2 separate regions of the Triticum aestivum genome follow, and region 1 is linked to region 2. Evidence: chromatin contacts called from public HiCAR-type data. All regions are on one chromosome and are shown on one strand. The core of a region is the stretch at or near the end of the contact, and the rest is flanking DNA. Distances in the headings are between cores, read along the strand shown.

Region 1 (5,750 bases), core at 1,135-3,634, 270 kb before region 2:
TACTTTAAAACGTGACTGCAAGTTTGTAACAAGGAAAGAGACGTACCACTGTTGCGGCCCATTAGCTTCACGACACCAATGCCATTCTCTGCACTTTCAGCTTCAACATGAGCAGCGTTGATTGCTCTTTGAGCCTCCTCCACAGCAGTGTCAAATCCAAAAGATTTGTCAATCACCTGTGTGGACAATTCAACATCAAAATCACAACTAGTGTGGAAAACAATCACTCTTGTACATAAATGCAGGGGCAAAGGAAAGAGGGGAGTACCGCAATATCATTATCAATGGTCTTTGGGACACCGACCACTGCACATTTGAGGCCCCGTCTACGGACTTCCTGAAATTAAGTTTAAGCAGTTGTATGTGAGACATGGAATTGAGCATTTGATTGAGACCTTCCTGCAGTAGCAATGTTGTTACCTCATAAATTACGGAAGCGCCTTGCTGAGTACCATCACCTCCAATGATGTAGACCTGGTTAATGCCACGGTCCTGAAGACTATCCACAATTTTGGCAGTGTCATGCCCACCCCTTGAAGTTCCAAGAATGGTCCCCCCTCTCTTGTGGATGTCGTTCACTGATTTGGGTGTCAATGTAACGGTGTTTCGAGAATAGAAACCCTTGTATCCACCCTGCATATTGCACATCCAGAATTAGGTTCAGAAAACAAAAACAGAGTGAACATAACGGTTGACAAATAGCAGTATTATATTCAGGCCTAGCTAATGACAACACCATGTCATTAAGTGCCAGCAAACAATGCTTATTAGTGTCACCATCAATATTGTATTCTCAGGGAGTTTGTTCCGAAGTACACACTTCTAAACAGTTTCAGGCTTATCAACATTGCAGCGTCATGTTATTAGGTGACAGCTGAAAATGCTTATTGGTGTCACCGTCAATATTGTATTCCCAGGCAGTTTGTTCTAAATCACACCTTCCTAAGCAGTCAAAATCAGTTACTGCAATTAAATAGCCTCGTTAGCATCGTAACAAAGCACCATGCTAATCCTAAAATACTAACCGGAGCATTGTAATTTACACATGGAGAACAAACAAGAGCAGCAACTCCAGAAGTCCTCACCTCTATGCCAACAACACTGGTGACACCGTACATGTCGTACAACCCGCACACAAGCTCGCGGATGACCGTGTTGAGCCCGGGGCAAAGGCCGCCGCAGGTGACGATGGCCGCGTTCACGTCGTCGGGCTGGAAGTACACCCTCTGCCGCGGCCCGGCGCGCCGGAAGTGGGTGCCTCTCGCACTGTTCTTACGAACAACAATCTGCAATCGACCCACAAAAGTCAGCCTCACCAGATCACCTCGGCATTCTGTTAGACCAAAAGTATAACACAGAAAATTTCTCACCTTTTGCGTGACGGTGTCGTCCGTGTTGACGAAGTACTGCCTGGGATGGACAACACGTGGTGGGAGCAGGAAGAAAGGTCAGCTTCGGGAAACATGCGTGTTTGGATGGAACTGGACTGTGCAGGGCAAAGAAAGGAGGGGAACTCTTACTTGACGACCGAGTAGGCAGGGTTGTCCTGGAGGGGATTCGGGTACGTCTGCAGATCAGCAACGGTAACAAGAGGTGAGCAATCGATTCAGTTCAAGGATTCTGTAACTGTAATCTGCAAACAAATCGCTATGTTCCAAAATCGCTATGTTTTCGGGGATCGATCTATCGATTGATGTCCCTATGTTCCAAAATTGTTGGAGCAGCTGGACTGCATGGCGATCAGTTTATCCTCGAATCCAAGGAAAATCGTGAAAAATATAAAGATGCGGAGAATCCACAGAAGGGCGCCAAAAAAGGGGGCCGGGAAAGCATAGAGACTTGGCAGCTCCGAGCTGATCCCCGCGACGGGAAATCAACCAGACGAGAGCACCAGGCGATCGGAACGTGAGACAGCAAGAGGAGCACGGGGGCTGTGGCACGCACCGGGAGCTCGGGCATGTAGTCGGTGAGGTGGGGCACGTCCTCGAGCACGTAGCCGGCGTCGCCGCCCACGAGCTTCTTCTTCATCGCCCACTTGCACGGCGCCTTGGCGGCGGCGGCGGCGGCGGAGGCGAGGGGCTCCTTCCTCGGCTCGAGAAGCTTCATCTTCTGCTCCGCCACCGCCACCGCCGCGGGGGCCGGGGCGACGCCGACGGACTCCATGGCAGGGAGGGACCCCGTCGGTAAGCACGAGGTGGAAAGAGGAAAAAAAGATGGTTTTTGAGATCACGAGGGAGCTTAAGCTTAGCCGGTGATTCTGGGAGTGATCCTCCTGCTCTTGGTGTGTGGGGAGGACAGCCGCGGGGGGCGGGGGATTATATATTCGGATTAGCGTCGTTCGCGCCGCCGTTAGCCGCTGGGTTTGACGGCGCCGACGGGGTTTGACGGCCGCACGAGGGGAGAGGGAGGGGAGGGGGAGGTGGGAAACTTCGCGGGGTTCCCGGGAGGGGCATCGGGGTTTCGGCCTATTTACGGGCCTGCCATTTCGTGTTGGCCTTGCGCGAGAAGAAATGTCGCCCGGGTCCTCTTGTCAGTATGCGATGGGATATATCACGGGGGATTTGCTCCTTTTCTGGTAGTATTTGTTTGACTGAAAAACATCGCCACTTTGCTTGAAATTTTTTTAAAGGGAATATATTAATATCCACCGAATCTCTGCACCTACAAGATGTCGCAACGACATCCAGGATGCATACAACCAAAAAAAAGGAAAAAAACAAAGGTCCCGCCACAGCGACCGACTTCTCTCAGCAGCCATACACAAATCACCACCAAATACAACAACCGAAAAACATAAAAGTTCTCCAAAAACAACGCCGCCAAGAAAGAAATAGTGCACAAGCACCATTGTTGCCCGATCCAAGATCTTAGATTTTCACCCTGGAGAAGTCCGAGCTCTCAAAATAATTCCTTCAGCAAGGCAATTGTGAAGCACAACCAATGAAGGCCAGACCTTTGATTGTCACCCTGAAAGTCATGGCTCGGTATCCGAGGAGCACCACCAAAATTGAATTCCTCCAGTGTTGCCGCCCCCACTTGACATTGCTGCTCCTAAGAGTTACCAAACACCTGGTTGACTCCATCTCCTCGAAGGCTCTATTCGTCTAACTGATTCTCCATTCTCAACCACTATTACCTTCTCCAAGTTGTCTACACCATAGAAATCGAGAAGCTGACATGTCCCATGGTGCCAACAAACAATAGAGCTTCGCGCCACACCGTCATGGAACCTCGTAGGCTGATATGGCATGCACGACCGAATTCTATCTGATCCAGATATCTTGGGCAGGATCTCCAGCGGTAGTTCCAGAACACGTCGGTGACCAAATCGACGAGGACTGATCATGTAGACGATGCCATGATGCAAAAAGAGCACGCGGACAACCACCATTATTTTCACGGCAGCATGCCCCCATGCTGCCCCGATCAGCCCGCCATCGCCCGCCTATCGACCAAAGCCCCATGCCACATCAGCCGACGAGGCACACGACCAACTGCAACTTTGGCCCGAGCTCCACCAACCCACCCAAATCAGATCGAAAGGATCGGCATCCCAAGCCATCACTGCAAGCCAAGGCACACCACCGGGTGGAGCACCCCCACCACACCCGTCATCAAGTAGCGCCGCCGCCACCAGCCGCTCCGCTGCCAAGGAGGGAGAGGAGCCACGCCCATGGAAGGCCCCGCCACCGGCGGCGGCGAGGAAGAGGTGGTGGAGGCGAGGGCTAACAGGACTAGGGTTCTCCGAGCCGCCACTACGAGCAACGCGGGTGTGCTTGGCTGGCTGCAGCTCCAACTCCTCTGCTCCTCGTTAGTTAGTTACTCCACCACTTTGCTTGAATTGAGTGTAGTTTCTAGAGAAAGGTTCATATTTCATCCCCGGAATAACCAATCAGTTTAGTTACAACTCTGAATGTCTAAACAAGTCAAAATACACTCTCAAATTACCACAGATTCAAAACTCAACTTGGTCACCTGGTCTCGGTTTAGCGTTGGTAAAGCGGTTATGACCTCAAGGAATGCTGATTGGGCATGCCAACTCAGCCTGGGGTTTAGAGGACTAAAAAAGTGGATTGTTCTTTTGTGTTTCACACGTCCCGGCTAGGACCGCCTGCTCCTCCCGCGACAGCAGCCCCCAATGTGCCTGCATCCATCATTACACCTGATTCCGGCCGTTGCCAGGGACCGATGTCACTACATCTTTCACGCCCTCTTGCCTGTAGCCACTAACCAGCTCACGCAAGATCTATCTAGGAGATGCATAGCAACAAGATGGGGAGAGTGTGTCTACGTACCCTCGTAGATCGAAAGCGGAAGCGTTTGATAACACGGTTGATGTAGTCGAACTTCTTCTAGCTCCGACCGATCAAGCACCGAACGTAGGGCACCTCCGAGTTCTGCACACGTTTAGTGAGATAACGTCCCTCGCCTTCTTGATCCAGCAAGGTGTCGAGGAAGTAGATGAGTTCCTTCAGCACGACGGCATGGTGTGATGTCTACTACGCAACCCTCTTCTTGTAGACATTGTTGGGCCTCCAAGTGCAGAGGTTTGTAGGACAGTAGCAAATTTCCATCAAGTGGATGACCTAAGGTTTATCAATCTGTGGGAGGCGTAGGATGAAGATGGTCTCTCTCAAACAACCCTGCAACCAAATAACAAAGAGTCTCTTGTGTCCCCAACATACCCAATACAATGGTAAATTGTATAGGTGCACTAGTTCGACGAAGAGATGGTGATACAAGTGCAATATGGATGGTAGATATAGGTTTTTGTAATCTGAAATTATAAAAACAACAAGGTGACAAGTAATAAAAGTGAGCAAAAACGGTATTGCAATGCTTCGAAACAAGGCCTAGGGTTCATACTTTCACTAGTGCAAGTTCTCTCAACAGTAATAACATAATTGGATCATATAACTATCCCTCAACATGCAACAAAGATTCACTCCAAAGTCACTAATATTGGAGAACAAACAAAGAAATCATTGTAGGGTACGAAACCACCTCAAAGTTATTCTTTCTGATTAATCCATTGGGCTATTACTATAAGTGTCACAAACAACCCTAGAGTTCAAAGTAAAATAACACCTTAAGACACACATCAACCAAAACCCTAATGTCACCTAGATACTCCAATGTCACCTCAAGTATCAGTGGGTATGATTATACGATACGCATCACACAATCTCAGATTCATCTATTCAAACCAACACAAAAAACTTCAAAGAGTGCCCCAAAGTTTCTACCAGAGAGTCAAGACGAAAACGTGTGCCAACCCCTATGCATAAGTTCACATGGTCATTGAACCCGCGAGTTGATCACCAAAACATACATCAAGTGAATCAATAGAATACCCCATTGTCACCATGGGTATCCCACGCAAGACATACATCAAGTGTTCTCACATCCTTAAAGACTCAATCCGATAAGATAACTTCAAAGGGAAAACTCAATCCATTACAAGAAGGTAGAGGGGGAGAAACATCATAAGATCCAACTATAATAGAAAAGCTGGCAATACATCAAGATCGTGTCATATCAAGAACATGAGAGAGAGAGAGAGAGAGAGATCAAACACATAGCTACTGGTACATACCCTCAGCCCCGAGGGTGAACTGCTCCCTCCTCGTCATGGAGAGCACCGGGATGATGAAGATGGCCACAGGTGATGGATCCCCCCTCCGGCAGGGTGCCGGAATAGGGTCCCGATTGGTTTTTGGTGGCTACAAAGACTTGCGGCGGCGGAACTC
Region 2 (5,776 bases), core at 2,920-5,419:
CGTGCTGCTCTGCTTGCTGTTGGTGCTGCTCTGCTTGCTGCTGCTGCTCTGCTTGCTGTTGGTGCTGCTCTGCTTGCTGCTGCTTGGTGGTGCTGCCCTGCTTGCTGCTGGTTGCTGGTGCTGCTAGACTGAGTGTGTTTCAATTTCCAGGTCCTGAGGTTTGAGCTACAATGTCTACAACACCGGAGATTGTATTGTATACTGTACTTGTATACTTATATAGTGTAATACTACATACTACTACTAGGTATTATTAGTTATGTACTGTAAGTTCAGTGCTACAGTACCATGTCGACTAGTCTCGCACTAGTCTAGACTAGTCTAGACTAGTCTATGAGTCTTAACCTTGGAACGACTCGTCGACTCTTCGACTCGTAAACGTTGATTGTGATCATCAAGCCATTAATTATTCTATCAACCAACTAAAATTGTAATGTAGACATCACCATCCCCGAGCCTATAAATTCTACAATGTGTCGAGTGCAGAATGTGTTTTTCTCAACCTTGCAAGGAATAGAACCATAGGCACGAGCAAAAACATTAAGGTTCAGCAGAAATGTTTAAATACTGCACCTTTCACCAAATGCCAATGCTTGGCGCCCCATGTCTTCAGTTGTTGATGCCTGAGAGTTTAATTGTTAGTGGAGCATCGGTCATGATTACAAAAATTTCACGTGTGTACGCATACCTTTGATTCCAGGTTCTTCAAGATAACTGATTTTGCAGATGCTTTAGCACGGTCCAGTTGGGTTTGGTCAACTGCAAAAAATGGGATGAAGTTTCAGGCAATTAAATGAACCGTAAACAACTTAATGACTGATGAACATAGGACAGTTAAGGTACCTTGACCAGGAGTAGCAAGGGAAGTGAGTTCTCTGGCTGCCAAGTCAATAACTTTAGGAACAAATGCTGCTTCCTGATTATGAAATGATATCTTCGTCAGTCATCAGTCATCAGAGTACAATAGCTTAACTATGAAATATTATGTTTTTGTGTATTACTATAACAGCTCATCCAATCTAGTGATAATATATGTGAGTTGCACGATTTAAGTTCTTACCCAGAAAAAGAAAAGCCAAGTTATATATTTTCAAGTATTCACATCCAAGGCATGTACAGTAATAGTACTACTAAAAAAACCATACAAATAAAAAAAACATAAAAGGAGATCATTTTCAAGTATTCCTATGCAAATCATAAATGATACTTACAGTCGATGCATGAATTCCAAAAATGCCAGTGTTACTGTGAACATTTTTGAAAGCGGAGATCGATTTGATTTGGTCAAATTCATTTACGAGGGGATCTGCACAAAGTATACCACAGTTCAGGCACTAATATGAGTACCAATGCAAATACAAAATAGTTTCTTGTGCTGCGAGAATCTGAATAATCAAATTAAAGCATGTGGTCATGACACTGCATTATTAGTTACGGCAAGCCTGAAATGGTTGCCATAAAGATGGAATTTACTAAAGGTTGGACCACTTTTTTCACAATTTACAGTTTATAGAATAGCCAGCTCAAGAGCAAATGATACTTAAACTAACAATCAGCTAGATAACTGAATAATGTCCTTTTGGCAATATAATTTTCATCAGCGTGTGCTTACTTAGGCGTGAATGCAAGCCTTTTCCAGGTCTTCCCCAGGTAAACACGCCACCACCACCCAGAAGTGCCTGTAAAAGATAAAATAGCTCTTGTTGAATTAAACCAGAATGCTGTAGCAACATCAATAGAAGTGTTCTATTCAATACGAACCTGAAGAACAGATGCAGTAGCAAATTCTTTTTCTTTCAGCCATCCACCTGGGAGCTCAAATGCCAAAGCAAGATCTGTGTTCTATTTTTTGAGAAGAAACCAAAGTAAGAACAAATGTATGTCATGAAAGATATCACATAAATGACTTGATGAGTGGCTAGAAATCATAAAGCCTACCGATGAATCTGCTGCCCGTCTATATTCTCCACCAACATAGACAGATTTTGGCTTTCCTGTTCCAGTTGCAGTGGGAATGTCAGACAGGAGTGGTTCAGCAATTGATACAAGTTCATCATGGTCCACACCAGACGCAGCTAGAACAATTCGCGGGGAAGTGTAGTTCAACTGACATACATGCAACAGAAATATAGATAGCATGTTAACAAGAATACCCACACGACTATAGTACTAACAGAATTTTAGGGCATGAATCTCACAGCAAGAAATTCTTCCAGAACATCTGTATTTAATCTGCTAACTGAAGCCTCTGAGGCAATCAATGGGTTTGCCAAGGCACCAGAATAGCCACTGGAATGAAGAGCATCCAAAAGGAAAGCTTCCGGATTACTTGAAGCTTCTGCAAGCTCTGCCTTTAGTTTCATTATCTACAAAGTCAATAAGTTTGCATTCAGCAAAGAACATATTCCACTAATCTATAGTACAGAAGCGAAAGGGCATAATATTAAGCTGAAATACCTCTTCCTTGACTTCCCAATCAAGTAAAGCAGGATTTCTCACACAATCAACTAGCACTTCCACCATTTCAGGCATGTAAGTCTTAAGGGCTCCATAGCTGTAGCTCATGAGCTCACGGTTGGCTGATGCTTTCGCACTGCCACCTATTGCACCAATTTCACGAACAACACGCAACTGGCTCCTGTTTCTAGTGGTTGTGAAGGCCAACTTCTTTAATAACTGAGTGGCACCCAGTGTCTCAGGTGTTTCATATACAGACCCACAGTTAACATAAACTCCAACAGAACATGCTGATCCCTGGATAAAAAATACATAACATTGGTATCACTAACTGACCACCATGAGGAACATGCATGAAATAACTAAATTATAAAAAGTAAGGAACACATACTGGAGATGTTTCAGAGGCAATTTTTACACCATTTGAAAGTGTTGTGATTTTTGTCTTGCCAGGCTCCACATGATCAGCCAGTGGAGGAGGAATAGTGACTCCTGGGAGTGCGAAATCTGGAGGGGGTAGTGCATTTGAACGTGCACCTGTCAGCCAGCCCAAGAAGCCGCCCGATGACCTCTGTGCAATACTTGTGCTAGCAGACCTAACCGCGATATTCAACAGTTGGGTATCCGCCCCATGCTGCTGCAAGTGGTAAACAATTGATATTATGATTATGCAGCTAAAGCTGATCTAAAATGTGAACAGCTTCAATTAAAAGCCCAACAAATCAAGCTGTCTCAATGATGAAATATTCTGCCTCCGCACAAGGTATATCTGCATCCAAGGTTATGGCTCTACCTAAGGCTAAAACGATCATCGGTCAGTAAGCCCAACAATACTTACACTGACAAAAAAACCAAGCACATGCTACAGGCAAATATATCATGACCGTTCAAACTTCAAAGTAATATGAAAATGATGAAATGAAACAAATTGCATAAAGGGAATTTAACAAGCTGTTCCGAATCATACATTTGACTAGGCGCATCATGAAACATAACAAGAACTAATGTAACAGAACGCAACTAGAATGGTACTGGATCCAAAGCATGCATTTGCAAACGACAAAGCACAAAACAAAGCAATATCATCAAGGCCATGAATCATCCAATTCCACTCAACCATATCGGAACTAACTCATCCACCAATAATAAACCAACTAACATGCAAAAGATGACCCTTTCCCTGATATTTACACGAACCTATGCAACAAAACAAACTCGCCACACACTCATCTTCGCACCGCAAATCGATGCTTTCCCAATTCGATATACCAGGGCAAACATTCAGACAGCGATTCCTACTTGCAGCGCCCAGAATGACTCCACTACACGCTCACGCATCAAATCCGCGTGACCAAACCGTGGATGCTAGTCTGGTACCAATCGCGACGCGACTCGTGAGCTGCGTCCGTTCGGATCGGACGCATCGTGGCGTGATGGGTGCTACGGAGCCACTAGATCTAGCGAATCGGAGGGGAGGGGAGGTTAGGGTTTCGGGCGGGGGACGGCTGACCTTGAGGGCGCCGAGGCCGGAGGCGGCTCGGTACATGATGGAGGACGCCTGTGAAGATCTGTCGACGGGGACGTCGCCGGCGGCGCGGCGGGAGCGGCGGAGGGGGAGATGGGGACGGAGACCGTGAGACAAGTGGAAGGCGACAATTCGTGAGAGACTGGTTGCGCATATAGAAGTGGGTGACATCGGGGGCAGTTCGTTAACGGGCCGGGCCTGGCGGGCTATTCAGTGGATATTGAGCCCACTGAATATCTAGTACTTTAGTATTTTGGGCCGAGATATCAAAAAATATTGTTGGGCCGGGCCGGCTCGAAGCTTTGGGCTTATCTGGTCCGATCATGTAGCGCATCAGTCCTAAAAAAAATGTAGCGCATCAAAATCTTCTAAAAAAAATGTAGCGCATCAAAAAAAAATCCAAGCACTGCGCTTCGCAAATGGATGCATCAGTACGGAGGTAGAGCCTCACGTGCGATGCAAGGAACGTCAAGACCGAATCCAGTCTAGGGTTTACTTTGGAAGTTGAATGTCCCAGTAAAAATAAAAATAAAAATTGGGTGGCGTCTGCTACATGATCTGATCCTAGTCCGAGTTGTTCTTGGCAACCATCATATTGGGACTAATGGAATTTGCCCGTTTATGTAAGCAAGGACCCAAGGACATTGTTCACCTTTTATTCAATTGTGTTCAAGCAAGGGAGGTCTCGTTGAAGTTGGGTCTAAGTGAGTTTATTGCTGATGCTAGTACGGTTGACAGACTGGGTCAGTTGTAGTTGAACATATTTTAAGATTTGTTGGATAATGAGCAACTATCATTTTCTGAGGGCCAAAGGCCATTACATATATATGTGTGTCAAAGTGCGGAAAACCCCTTATACAACGGGGATATATCGAAAAGGGACTATACACATCTAACCCCCCCCCCTCAAACTCATGGTGGATCAACAACACTGAGTTTGAAGAGGAAAAAGGTATGCTGCGCTCGAGTCTGTGCCTTCGTGAAGAAGTCAGCCAACTGTAACTCCGAGGGCACATAGTGAAGGGCGAGAGTCTGATCCTGCACAACAGCACGCACAAAAGTAGGCATCCACACCGATGTGCTTGGTGAGCTCATGCTTCACCGGGTCACGCGCAATACTGATAGCACCAGTACTGTCTGATAGTAAGGGAGTCGAGGTAGTAGCCATCACACCAAAATCCTCAAGTAACCATCGCAACCAGATCACCTCAGCCGTCAACATAGCCATGGCTCGCAACTCAACCTCTGTACTCAAGCGAGACACTGCAGTCTGTTTCTTTGTCTTCTAGGCAATCAGAGAGCCACCAAGAAAGACACAGTAAGCAGACAGCGAGCGTCGATCAGAGGGATCACTAGCCCAGGTAGCATCAGAGTAAGCCCGGAGCTCAAGAGAACTGGAGCGAGGAAAGAAAAGGCGCTGAGAGATCGTGCCACGAAGATATCGTAGAACACGGAGGAGGTGACTATAGTGGACAGAGGTGGGGGCTGAAACAAACTGACTCAGATGTGAACGGGATAGGAGATGTCAAGACGTGTAACAGCAAGATAGACAAGGCTACCGACGAGGTGACGATAGCGACTGGGATTAGGAAGAGGGTCACCATCAGAGGCATGAAGCTGAACATTGAGCTCCATAGGAGTCACAACAGTGCGATCATCACTGAGAGCAACTCGAGCAAGAAGATCCTGAATGTATTTCTCTTGAGAGATGTAGAAGCCATCAGAGGTGGAGGAGATCTCAATCCCAAGAAAATAGCGAAGAGGACCAAGATCAGTCATAAGGAACTGCTCGTG

Evidence for each region. HiCAR-type assays count read pairs that join an accessible place to other places.
Region 1: a contact with region 2 is called in a HiCAR-type map of leaf, with 3 times the contacts expected there. The contact joins the promoter of LOC123068905 here to the promoter of LOC123068904 in region 2. A contact is called at or near these places in 1 of 5 Hi-C or Micro-C datasets (leaf) and 1 of 1 datasets of contacts at active chromatin or transcription factors (leaf).

What each region holds. Positions count from the first base shown.
Region 1 is chr3B:114,759,472-114,765,221 of IWGSC CS RefSeq v2.1, reverse strand. It overlaps LOC123068905 (ATP-dependent 6-phosphofructokinase 6), which reads right to left and starts at 2,384. Exons shown (of 11, transcript XM_044491599.1): 1 at 1,945-2,384; 2 at 1,521-1,567; 3 at 1,371-1,410; 4 at 1,086-1,286; 5 at 421-633; 6 at 269-337; 7 at 47-176. The coding sequence starts at 2,163.
Region 2 is chr3B:114,488,116-114,493,891 of IWGSC CS RefSeq v2.1, reverse strand. LOC123068904 (mitochondrial-processing peptidase subunit alpha) reads right to left here and starts at 4,169. Exons shown (of 13, transcript XM_044491597.1): 1 at 3,968-4,169; 2 at 2,849-3,094; 3 at 2,458-2,754; 4 at 2,199-2,366; 5 at 1,939-2,106; 6 at 1,762-1,842; 7 at 1,613-1,679; 8 at 1,212-1,306; 9 at 844-916; 10 at 689-759; 11 at 574-623. The coding sequence starts at 4,153.